Linked DNA regions of Rattus norvegicus: region 2 is linked to region 1. The links are chromatin contacts, called in public HiChIP or PLAC-seq maps. All regions are on one chromosome and are shown on one strand. The core of a region is the stretch at or near the end of the contact, and the rest is flanking DNA. Distances in the headings are between cores, read along the strand shown.

Evidence for each region. HiChIP or PLAC-seq counts read pairs in DNA pulled down with a chosen protein or histone mark.
Region 2: a contact with region 1 is called in an H3K27ac HiChIP or PLAC-seq map of oligodendrocytes, with 7 times the contacts expected there. The contact joins two enhancer-like sites. A contact is called at or near these places in 3 of 12 Hi-C or Micro-C datasets (Schwann cells, hepatocytes and psoas muscle) and 1 of 1 datasets of contacts at active chromatin or transcription factors (oligodendrocytes).

The regions. Positions count from the first base shown.
Region 1 is chr8:27,570,457-27,575,682 of GRCr8, forward strand. No RefSeq gene overlaps it. Among named protein-coding and RNA genes, the nearest start is that of Olfm2, 33 kb to the left of the region's middle. Within about 2 kb of position 3,190, at least 24 of the 93 cell types and tissues checked have an H3K27ac peak or open chromatin away from gene starts, as enhancers often do. A contact at or near this core is called in Schwann cells, where this site is marked.
Region 2 is chr8:27,639,404-27,644,629 of GRCr8, forward strand. No RefSeq gene overlaps it. Among named protein-coding and RNA genes, the nearest start is that of Rdh8, 13 kb to the left of the region's middle. Within about 2 kb of position 2,873, at least 36 of the 93 cell types and tissues checked have an H3K27ac peak or open chromatin away from gene starts, as enhancers often do. A contact at or near this core is called in Schwann cells, where this site is marked.

The DNA.
Region 1 (5,226 bases), core at 1,940-4,439:
ACACACCACACACACACACACACACACACACACACACACACACACTCATGCCGTGTAGACCGTTTTGTGTATAACTTACAGGAAGGAGTTGGTTCTCTTTTTCACCATGTGAGTACCAGGAATTGAGCTCAGGTCATCAGGCTTAGTGGTAAGTAGCTTTAACTCTGAGCCATCTCATTAGTCCCTGTCTTTTCTCTCTTCCTCATCAGCATTCTCTCCTGTCTTTCCTCCCTCCTATCCCTCTTTCCTGCTATGCTAAGACTGAAACTCCAGCCTCAGGCATGTTAGGCGAGCCTGAACTATATATACCCCAGTCCTAGTCCCGTAAATTCTTGCAAGTACCCTGTGAGGATGACCTTGAACTCCTGACCCTCTTGTTTCCACGGCTTAGGCGCTGGGTGGTATGTATGTGTTCTAGTTTATATGGTGCTGGAAGAGGAATCCAGAGCTTGCAGGGTAGGAGAGTGCTCTACCAACACAGCCCCAGCTCCAGCCCTTGACTTATGTCCAACTCCAAATTTGGAGGTAGCAGGGGTGTCCGTGTCCTCTCACCACTCCCACCTGACATCTCCTCAGGATCCTGCCAGATAGCTTCCACATCAGTCTCCCAGTCCCCCCTGCCTAGCAAGGAGAACAGGCCTCATCTGTGTCCCTAAAGGGGTTCTCAAGGGAGGCTAGAGTTTCACCCAGGCCCTTGGGCTCACCACAGACTTCTTCCTCCCTTTAGTCATTTGTCAGTGTCTAGCCACTGCTGCCTGAGAACTGGGGGACCTGCCAGCGTCAGGCACATGCATGAGTTGGTTGACCCAGTTACAGAGATGGGAACTTGGCCTCCAGCTGCTCTGGCAGGATCTTAAGCAACTGATGTGCAAACATCACAGCGTAGGCAGTCACAGTGAGGGTGGTAGTGCGTGCCTGTCTTACGGCACTCAGAAGGTGGAAGCGGGAGGATCAGGAGTTCAAGGTCATCCTCAGCCAAGGAGTGAATTTGAGGTCAGGCTGAACTTCGAGACCCAGTCTTGAAAACAAAACAACAGGTCTGGCAGTGATGGCACACACTTTTAGTCCCAGCACTTGGGTGGCAGAGACAGGAAGATCTCTGTGAGTTCAAGGCCAGCCCGGTCTATTTAGTAAGTTCCAGGACAGCCAGGGCTACACAGAGAAACCCTGTCTGGAAAAACCAAAGCAAAGCAAAAAACAGAAAACAAAAACAAAAACCAGGAGTTGGGGAGATGGCTCAGTCAGTAGACTGATCACTGCAGAAGTGTGAAGGCCTAAATTCAATCCTCAAGACTGGGTGTGGTGACAGTCACCTGTAATCCCAGCACCACGGAGGCAGGGACATAGGCTCCCTGGGACTCAGTCTCCAGCCAGCATGACTGGATCAGTGAGTTCCCAGTTCAGTGAGGGACCATGTCTAATAATTAAAAAAAAAAAAAAAAGGCTCAGTGCTTAAGAGCACTGACTGCTCTTCCAGAGGTCCTGAGTTCAAATCCCAGCAACCACATGGTGGCTCACAACCATCTATAATGGGATCTGATGCCCTCTTCTGGAATGTCTGAAGACAGCTACAGTGTACTTACATATAATAAGTAAAATAAATCTTTTTTTAAAGGTAGTAAAAGTAGGAGGAGGTCTTGTTGGAAACGAACGAGGGGTTCAGCAGAAGGCACAGGGGTACTCATGATCCGAATATATTTACATAAGTGACACAACCAAAGGGTAACTACGAAATCAACAAAGCAGTGAGGCAACTGTCTCCACACCTGTGCTCACACACCGCCCCGCCCCACATGTGTGCACAGGTTAACACGTATACAGAAAGTTCAAGAACAAACAAACAAACCATAAGAGGGTCTAAGAGATGGTTCAGTGGATAAAAAGGCTTGCTGTACATGCACAAGGAGACTGGGTTCGAAACCACAGGACCCCAGTAAAAAACTGGGCCTGTAACCCTAGCATTTGGGGGCTGAGACGAGCAGATCTGGAGAGCATACTGGCCAGACAACATGAGCTTCAGTCCAGTGATAGACTTTGTCTCAAGTTAAGAAGATGAGGAGCAAGAGGGGAGACCTTCTGATGTCTTACATGCAGCAGGCAGGTGCACACTCCCTCAAATGCACACACGCACACATATACCCTCTACACATATGCACAAAGCACACATCACATGCACACAGAAGCCAGGACAGGCGAAAGGGCTCCGCATGGAAAGGGGCTTGCCTGTAAACCTAACCTCCTGAATTTGATTCCTGGAACTCTCACGGTAGAAGGAGAAAACCGAATCCTGCAGGTTGTTCTCTGACCTGCACAGCCATGCTGTGGACAAGAATGAGCCACCACCCACAGAATAAATAAAATGTAACGACTGAAAAAATTCAGGGTCTGGCATGGTGTGTCGTGGTTTAAATCCCAGTACTAGGACGCAGAAGCAGGAGGATCTCTGTGAGTTCAAGGCCAGCCTGGTTTACACAGTTTCGGGATTATCTAAAAAAAAAAAAAAAAAGCCGGGGGGCTGGGGGGGTGTTAAATCTCCAAGAGTCATGGTTAACATGTGAACTCACTTGCACAGTTAATGCAGAGCACACCACAGAAGCACAGTTAGGGCGCAGTCACCCCCGAGTTCCCATCGCTGGCAGGGAAACCATACACACACCCATGGAACCACACTAACACCCTCTGACACACAAGCAGCCGCCCCAGAGGCGTGGGAATGAGCCTGGGAGAAGGGGCCATGGAGGCCAGGATGACTCAGGAAGCCTCAGTGGGAGCAGAGGAGGGGAGGAGAGAGGGCCGCAGGCCAGAGCATGTGCTTTCCATCACAGGCCTGGGAATTGAGGTCCGAGCTGGCGGGACAAAGAGACCCAGTAAGGCTCCCTGGCTCTGCCAAGACAGGAAACAGAGCCCTCGTCTGTGGTCACGGGGAGCTTGGAACTCCGCTTACAAGCTGAGCAGTTCCTACCACTGAGGAGTCAGACTTCCGCCCCCTCCCTAGCTGGGGATGGGGGTGGGGGTGGGGGGTCCGTGTTTATTTCCACTTCTGCAGTAATGGTTTCAGCAGAGACTAGAGTGAAGCTCAGAGAGGCTAAGCTGCTTGTCCGAGGTCACACAGCTAAGAAGGGCTGGTGCAGGGCTTCTAGCTCGGATGAATAAGCAAGCGTGGATGCTGTGTGAGCCACAAGGAGTGACAGAGAGCATCCCAGGCTCGACTGCGCTGGTTTGTAGGAACATGAAAAGGCCACTGTCAGCTGGGTGTGGTAATACATGCCTGTCATTCTAGCACAAGCAAAGGCAAGAGGAGCCTGAGGCCCGAATGGCACAGGGTCTCCTGTCTACAGCTCAGTGGCTAGAGCACTTCCTTAGCGTCCACAAAGCCCCGAGTTCCATCCCCAGCACCACAAAGACCACTGCAGTGAGGCTTGCCATCCAGATCCCTGGGAGATGAAGAGTTAGCTGACTTCCTTTTATTTTATTGGGGGGTGGGGTCAGGGAGGGGCAAGGCTTAGACCAAGTTTCACAGGTAACCCAAGCTAGCCTCAAATTACGTAGCCGGGGTGTCCTTAAACTTGTGGGTTACATGAGATTCTGTCAAAAATTCAAGAAAGGAAGGTAGAGGGGTTGGGGATTTAGCTCAGTGGTAGAGCGCTTACCTAGGAAGCGCAAGGCCCTGGGTTCGGTCCCCAGCTCCGGAAAAAAAGAACCAAAAAAAAAAAAAAAAAAAAAAAAAGAAAGGAAGATAGAGAGGGAGGAAAGGAGGGAAGAAGGGAGGGAGGGAAAGAGGGACAAAGCAAGACAGAAAGAATGGGAAAGAAGGGAGGAAGACAAGCTGGGGAGGCCGGGGCAACATCTGTTGACAAGCGCATCTTTAGGGCAGGCAGACCTGAGTTCAGAGTTCCAGGAGCCACAGGTATGATCCTGTGCACTGTAATGCAGTGGCCAGCACTGCTGGGCTGCAAGCAGGAAGCTGGGGCTTGCTCCAGTACAGCTCCAAGGTCGGTGAGATCCTGTCTGATGGGAAGAAGACAGGGTAGGGGATGCCGAGAGAGCAGGGACCTTGACATCCTTCTTCCTGTGTGAACAAGGGCGACACACACACACACACACACACACACACACACACACACAGAGAGAGAGAGAGAGAAAGGGGGGGTGGAGTCAAGAAGAGAAGGGAAGGGGTAAGAGGAGAGGAAGAAAGGATGGACGGACAGACAGACAGGCTGCAACAATGACAAGCAAGAGTTGGATGTGTTCTAGCTCCATGAAGAGCCTGCTTCAGCTCTGCCTGCCGGGGTGCACAATCCCGGCTGGGCATCCCCACAAATGGTTCCCTATGCAGTCCAGGCAGCCCCTTGTTGGCCTCTGCACCTCAGCTGGGAGCAAGGGCTATCAGTAGACGCTGAGGAAACAGAACAATTCATTAGAGCTGCTGAATATGCAAATCAGCTGGGGTCTTTCCCGACAGCCACCAGAGTGCTGGCAATGACGATGGGTAAAAGCTGAGCCGAGCTCAGGATGGAATTCCCTCCTCACACCTTTGTCAATTAACCTGAAATTTACAGGGTTGAGTCGCTCGTTCATTAACAAGCTCCTGGCTAATTAAAGCATCCTCATTAAGCTATATACTAATCATCCCTTCTATCCAAAGGCAAGCCTTGGGGTATGTGAGGTGGAAATGCAGAACCAAGGAAGATCCGCACTCAGACCCCGGGGCCACAGGAGTGGAGACCTGGCTCGCTAGGTAGAGAGCTTGCCTTGCATACACAAGACTGGGTTCTGTTTCCAGCCCTGAATTAAACTAGACATGGTGGCTTATGACTGTTACCAGACCCTGGGAAGCACAGGTGGGAAAATCAGGAGTTCAAAGACATACTTAGCTACATAGTGAGTTTGAGACTGTCTAGAAACGAGAGAAAGTATGTACTTGGGGCATGGCAACTTCCTATCTTTGACCCAGCTCCTTCCCTAATCTTCCGTGAACTATGATAATTAAAGAAGAGAACATGACTGGGGATGTGGCTCACTGGGTAGAGAGCTCGCCTAGCATGCACAGACTCAAGGAGCACTGAATAAAACCACGAAGAGATGGGGGTAGAACAACCAAAGCAAGGAAGATCAGAAAATCAGAGAAGCACATAGCTGTAATCCCAGCACGGGGGAGGTAGAGTCAGGAGGATCAGGAGTTCAAGGTTATCATCCTCAGCAAGTATAAGGCTAGCCTGGGCTACA
Region 2 (5,226 bases), core at 1,623-4,122, 69 kb after region 1:
TGTGTGTGTGTGTGTGTCAGATCCCCTGGAACTGAAGTGACAGACAGTTGTGAGCTGCCATGTGGTTGCTGGGAATTGAACCCAGGTCCTCTGGAAGAGCAGCCAGTGCTCTTTGTCATTACTGAGCCATCTTCTCATCCCCCCAGCTTTAGTCATTTTTAAAAATTAAAAACAAGGGGCTGGAGAGATGGCACGGCAGTTAAGAACAGGGCTGCCCATCAGTTAGGAGCACTCAACTGCTCGTGCAGAGGAGACATCCACGTTAGGACTCAGAGCCAACTGTAATTCTGTCTTCGCCGACTGCCACCCTCTTCTAACCACCAAGGAACCGCACCACATGTGCACACACAAAGAAAACAAATCTTTTATTTAAAAAAAAAAGAAGATGGGGCTGGAGAGATGGCTCAGAGGTTAAGAGCACTGACTGCTCTTTAAGAGGTCCTGAGTTCGGGGTTGGGGATTTAGCTCAGTGGTAGAGCACTTGCCTAGCAAACGCAAGGCCCTGGGTTCGGTCCCCAGCTCCGAAAAAAAGAAAAGAAAAAAAAAAAGAGGTCCTGAGTTCAATTCCCAGCAACCACATGGTGGCTCACAACCATCTGTAATGAGATCTGATGCCCTCTTCTGGTGTGTCTGAAGACAGTGACAGTGTACTTATATATAATAAATAAATCTTACCATCCCTGTTTAAAAAATAAAGAAAGAATATCACAGAATAGAGTTATTTTTCATTTATTGTCCTTTAGATTTGTGTGTGTACATGAGTGTGAGTGTTCATGTAATTGTGTGTGTGAATGTGTGTGGCTGTATGTATATATGTGCATGTGAGTGTGTGTGTGCATGTGAGTGTGTGTGCATGTAATTATGTGTGTGAATGTGTGTGACTGTATGTATATATGTGCATGTGAGATTGTGTGTGTGAGAGAGAGAGTGTGTGTGAGTGTGTGTGTGCGTGTGTGTGCATGTGTGTGTCTGTGTGAGTGTGTGTGCGTGTGCATGTGTGTGTGCATGTAATTGTGTGTGTGCATGTGTGTGAGTGTATGTATATATGTTCATGTGAGATTGTGAGTGTGTGTGTGAGTGTGTGTGAGTGTGTGTGTGGCTTTGAACAGCTTCGGGCGTCTCTTCTCTCCTTCCACCGTGTTGAGGCAGGATCTGTCTTCTGTGATGCTGCATACTCCATGCTAGCTGCCCCATGAGCTTCTGGATGATTCTCTAGTCTCCACCTCCTACCTCACATAGAAGTGCTGAGATTACAGGTGGGTAACAGTGCCTCTGGCTTTTCACCTCGGCTCTGGGGATCGAACTTAGGTCTTCAGGCTTGCAAGGCAAGCACTTTTCCCCATTTGGCCCTACAGTTGGTTTTGTTTGTTTGTTTGTTTGTTTGTTTGTTGTTTTCAAGTCAGAATTTCTCTATGAAAATATGTTTCCCTGACTGTCCTGGAACTCACTCTGTAGACCAGGCTGACCTCAAACCCAGAGAGCCACCTGCCTCTGTTTCCCACATGTTAGGATCAAAGTGCGCACCACAGCACTGGATCTTTTTTTTTTTTTAAACTTGGTCTTAGGTTTGTTGGTGTGTTTGTTTGTTCATTTAATTTGTAAGACAGGGTTACACATGCAGCCCAGGTTGGCCTTGGTATTACTATATAATTGAGGATAACCTTAAACTCCTGCTTCCGTCTCCAGAGCGCCAGGTGTGCGTAACGATACCTGGTTTATTCAGAGCTGAGATTAGAACCCATCACTTCGTGCATGCTAGGCAAGCTCTCTGCCAACTGAGCCGTAGCCTCACCTGCTTTGAGACAGGGTCCCACTGTGTAACTTAAGCCGACCTTGCTCTCACTGTGACCACACTCAGCCTTTTCCTGGCCTTTCTGTAGGCAGTCACCTCTGTGAAACAGCGCCATCTTTCTTCCTCTCCAACCCACCGTCCCTTCACGTGTTGCACTTGCTAGCGTCTTAGTCTGCATGTGTGTAGTACTGACTCACAGACAGAAGACACTGCGTCTGACTCGATGACAATTCTGGGGATTCAAACTCAGGTCCTCACACTGTGCGACAAGCCCTTCCCACTAAGCATCTTCTCATTCCCCAGATGTCTCCCACCCCACCCCCACCTCCTACCTTTTTTATTTATTTATTTATTTATTTATTTATTTTTGGTTACAAGGCCTGTGCATGTTGCCCAGGTTAGCCTTGACATCCTCGGTTCAGGGGATTCTCCTGCCTCAGCCTTCCCAAATAGTTGGGCCCACAACTACTTGTGCCACCTTGCCTGTTAATGACTTTCTGATCTCAGCTAAATCTACTTCCTCCGAGAGGCGCTGTAAGCTGGTAGACCTTCCCTGTCCTCACTGCTTTGTCTCTCACAGCAGCCCTGGACTATCAGGTTGGAAACTCTGTTCAAATGCGGCGAGAATCTCTGTCATCCTGCCTGGCTATTAGACAAAGTCAGCTTCTGAATTCTCTCTCCCTCCCAGCAGCAGGCAGCACAGGAATGTCCTCGCTGCCCAGATTCCCAGAGAGGTGAGGAAGTCGGGCCAGCGCCTCAGGGAAATTAAAGGCCGAAGCCCTCTGGGAACTGGGTACATACCTGCTCATCCAGCTGTGGGAGCTGAGGCAGGAGAATCGTATGTTTGAAGCTAGCCTGGGCTTTACAGTGACTTTAAGGCCAGCCTAGGCTACAAGGTACAAACCGAACTGCAGAGATAGCTCAGAAAGCCCTTGCTGAAATCCTGCAGACCGGCGTTCAGATCCCAGAAGTCACACGACGCAGGAAGCAGTAGGAGAAGCGACTGCAATTCCTAGTCCTCGGAAGAGATGGAAGTCAGATTCAAGAACAAGAGACTCAGTCTGAAGCAAGCTGGAAGGCGTGGTCCCACACCATGGGTAACACTCTGACCTCCACAGACATGCCAAAGCCCTTGCTCATGTGCGGGCATGCACAGACACACAGAAAATTTTGAAAATCAAAAATGAAGCAGGTACAGCGTCCATAACTGTAAACCCAGCGCTCAGTAAGTAGAGGCAGAAGAATAAGAAGTTCAAGGTCTTCCGTGGCTAACATAAACAGAAGCCAACCTGAGGTATGCCCTTGGAACAACAGGGCTGGAGCTGGGAGTGACTACACTTGGTACCTTTCGTTGAGGCACTCTTGCCGGGGTCCACTTGGACAGAAACAGCGCCTTTCTGCCTTTCCAGGGAGACTCAGTTCCTCATCTGTAAACTCAGAGTTGCTAGGGAAGACTTTGCTGCTCTGTGCTAGACCGACTAGGTATTTAATCAATTATCGGCCCTTGCCAGTTACATGCACATTGGTAATGGACGTGCAGCCTGCCTAGCCTTTCCCGAGAAGCCCTGGGCCGAGTGCCCTGGAGGCGGTGGGAGCTCCAGGCCACTCATCTTTGCTCAGATGAGTCCTTGCAAGTCCACTCCTCCCGCCTGTGCCTCTGAGCTTCAAATCCCCAGGTCCCAGGGAGGGGAGGGCAAGCTGGATGGCCGCCGCCACAGCAGCTGCTCTGGGATGGAGGCCAACGCCGCCGCCTCCGCCAACAGCATTCCTTCGGGACCTGAGAGTGAGGAGCCCTGCCACTTACCAGCTCCTAGCGCCCCCTGGTCGCCAGAGTGAGAAGTGGGCCTTGACCATTCTACAAGTCTGTAGATCCCTGCCTGTCCTGCCCACCTTAAAGAGGCTGAGGCTGGAGAATTACTTGGAGTTTCAGGCCAGCCTGCTCTAAATTGTGACACCTTTTCTTGCAAATCAAAGCACCAGCGACTTGGTTGTAGGGGAGGTAGCTCAGTTGGTATTCAACCTGCCTAGAAGGTTGGAAGTCTTGGGTTTCATGCTCAGTACCATGTAAATGGAGCGTGTTATTCCACTTTTGATCATGTGAAGGCAGGGGAATCAGGAGTTCAAAATCATCCCAAGATACATAGTGAGTTTTGAGGCTTCAAAACAAAAACTAGGGTTGGTGAGATAGCCACGGGGGTGAGAGCATCCACTGGTCAGCCTGAGGACCTGGGTCTGATCTCTGGATCCACATGCTGGAAGGAAAGACATCTCCTGCAAGCTTCCTCTGACCCTCACATGAATGTGGTGAGTGCACGCGCATGCACACACACACACATACACATACACACATACACATACATACACACACATACACATACACACACTGCTCCAGTGTTGTGCTTGTCTGCTTTTTTGCCTGGTTCCCTGGCTGCCTGCTGCCTGCCTGTCACCTACTACCTGTCATGTGTCTGCTGCGTGCTCTCCACCATGATGGTCCTGGACTGAAACTGTGAGCCTCCAACAAACTCTTTCTTCTATTCATTGCTTCGGCCACAGTGTCTCACCACAGCAATAGAAAGGTAAGTAAGGAACTTCTTGTCAGTTATTTTACCACAGTAAGACAGGCAACTAAGACACCAGTTTTGAGTCCTTGAACAGCACTGAACGAGGCAGAAATAAAGGACCCCGTGGCACAGGTATTTCTGCCACAGACATGGCTTCTTTTTTCTTTTAGTTGTTCAAGCAACCCAGTGAATGGGGACAGCATTACATACTCAGTTTTCCCAGAGTGGAGGAAGTACTTGCCATACACTGTGTCTGTAAGAAACTGGGTACAGAGAGGCTGAACACCTTGCACAGGGCCACGCATCATGCTTGACGATAGACTGAGCTTCAGATCCTGGGTTGAGGTGGGAATTCATGGCGTCAAGGTGGGCAGGTGTCCTAGTTTGTTTTCTGTTGCTGTGGTAAGTGCCGAGACCAAAAGCATCATCGGGGAGTGGAGGGGAAGGCTTACTTAGTCTTACAGTGTGCAGTCCCTTAGGATGGGAACCCAGGACAGGAACTCGAAGCAGGAACCTGGAGGCAGGAACTGAAGAAATGGAGAAACTCTGCTTAATGGCTCGAGGAAAGAGGGTTTAATTTAGCTCACAGGTCAAGGGTGTGAGCTACAGTCAGTCATGGCAGACCTGTGGCTGCAGGAGCATGAGGTCACACAGTATCCACAGTCGGGAGTTGAGGGAGACGGATGCTGGTGCTCATCTTGCCTCCTCTTTTGTTCATTCCAGGACTCCAGCTCATAGCACAGCACTTTCCACATTCAGAGTGGGTCCTCCCACCTAGATTAACCCAATCTGGAAACCCTAATCTCCTAGATGATTCCAGATCCTGTCATAATGGGCTGGAGAGGTGCTGGTGAGCACGAGGACCCGTAT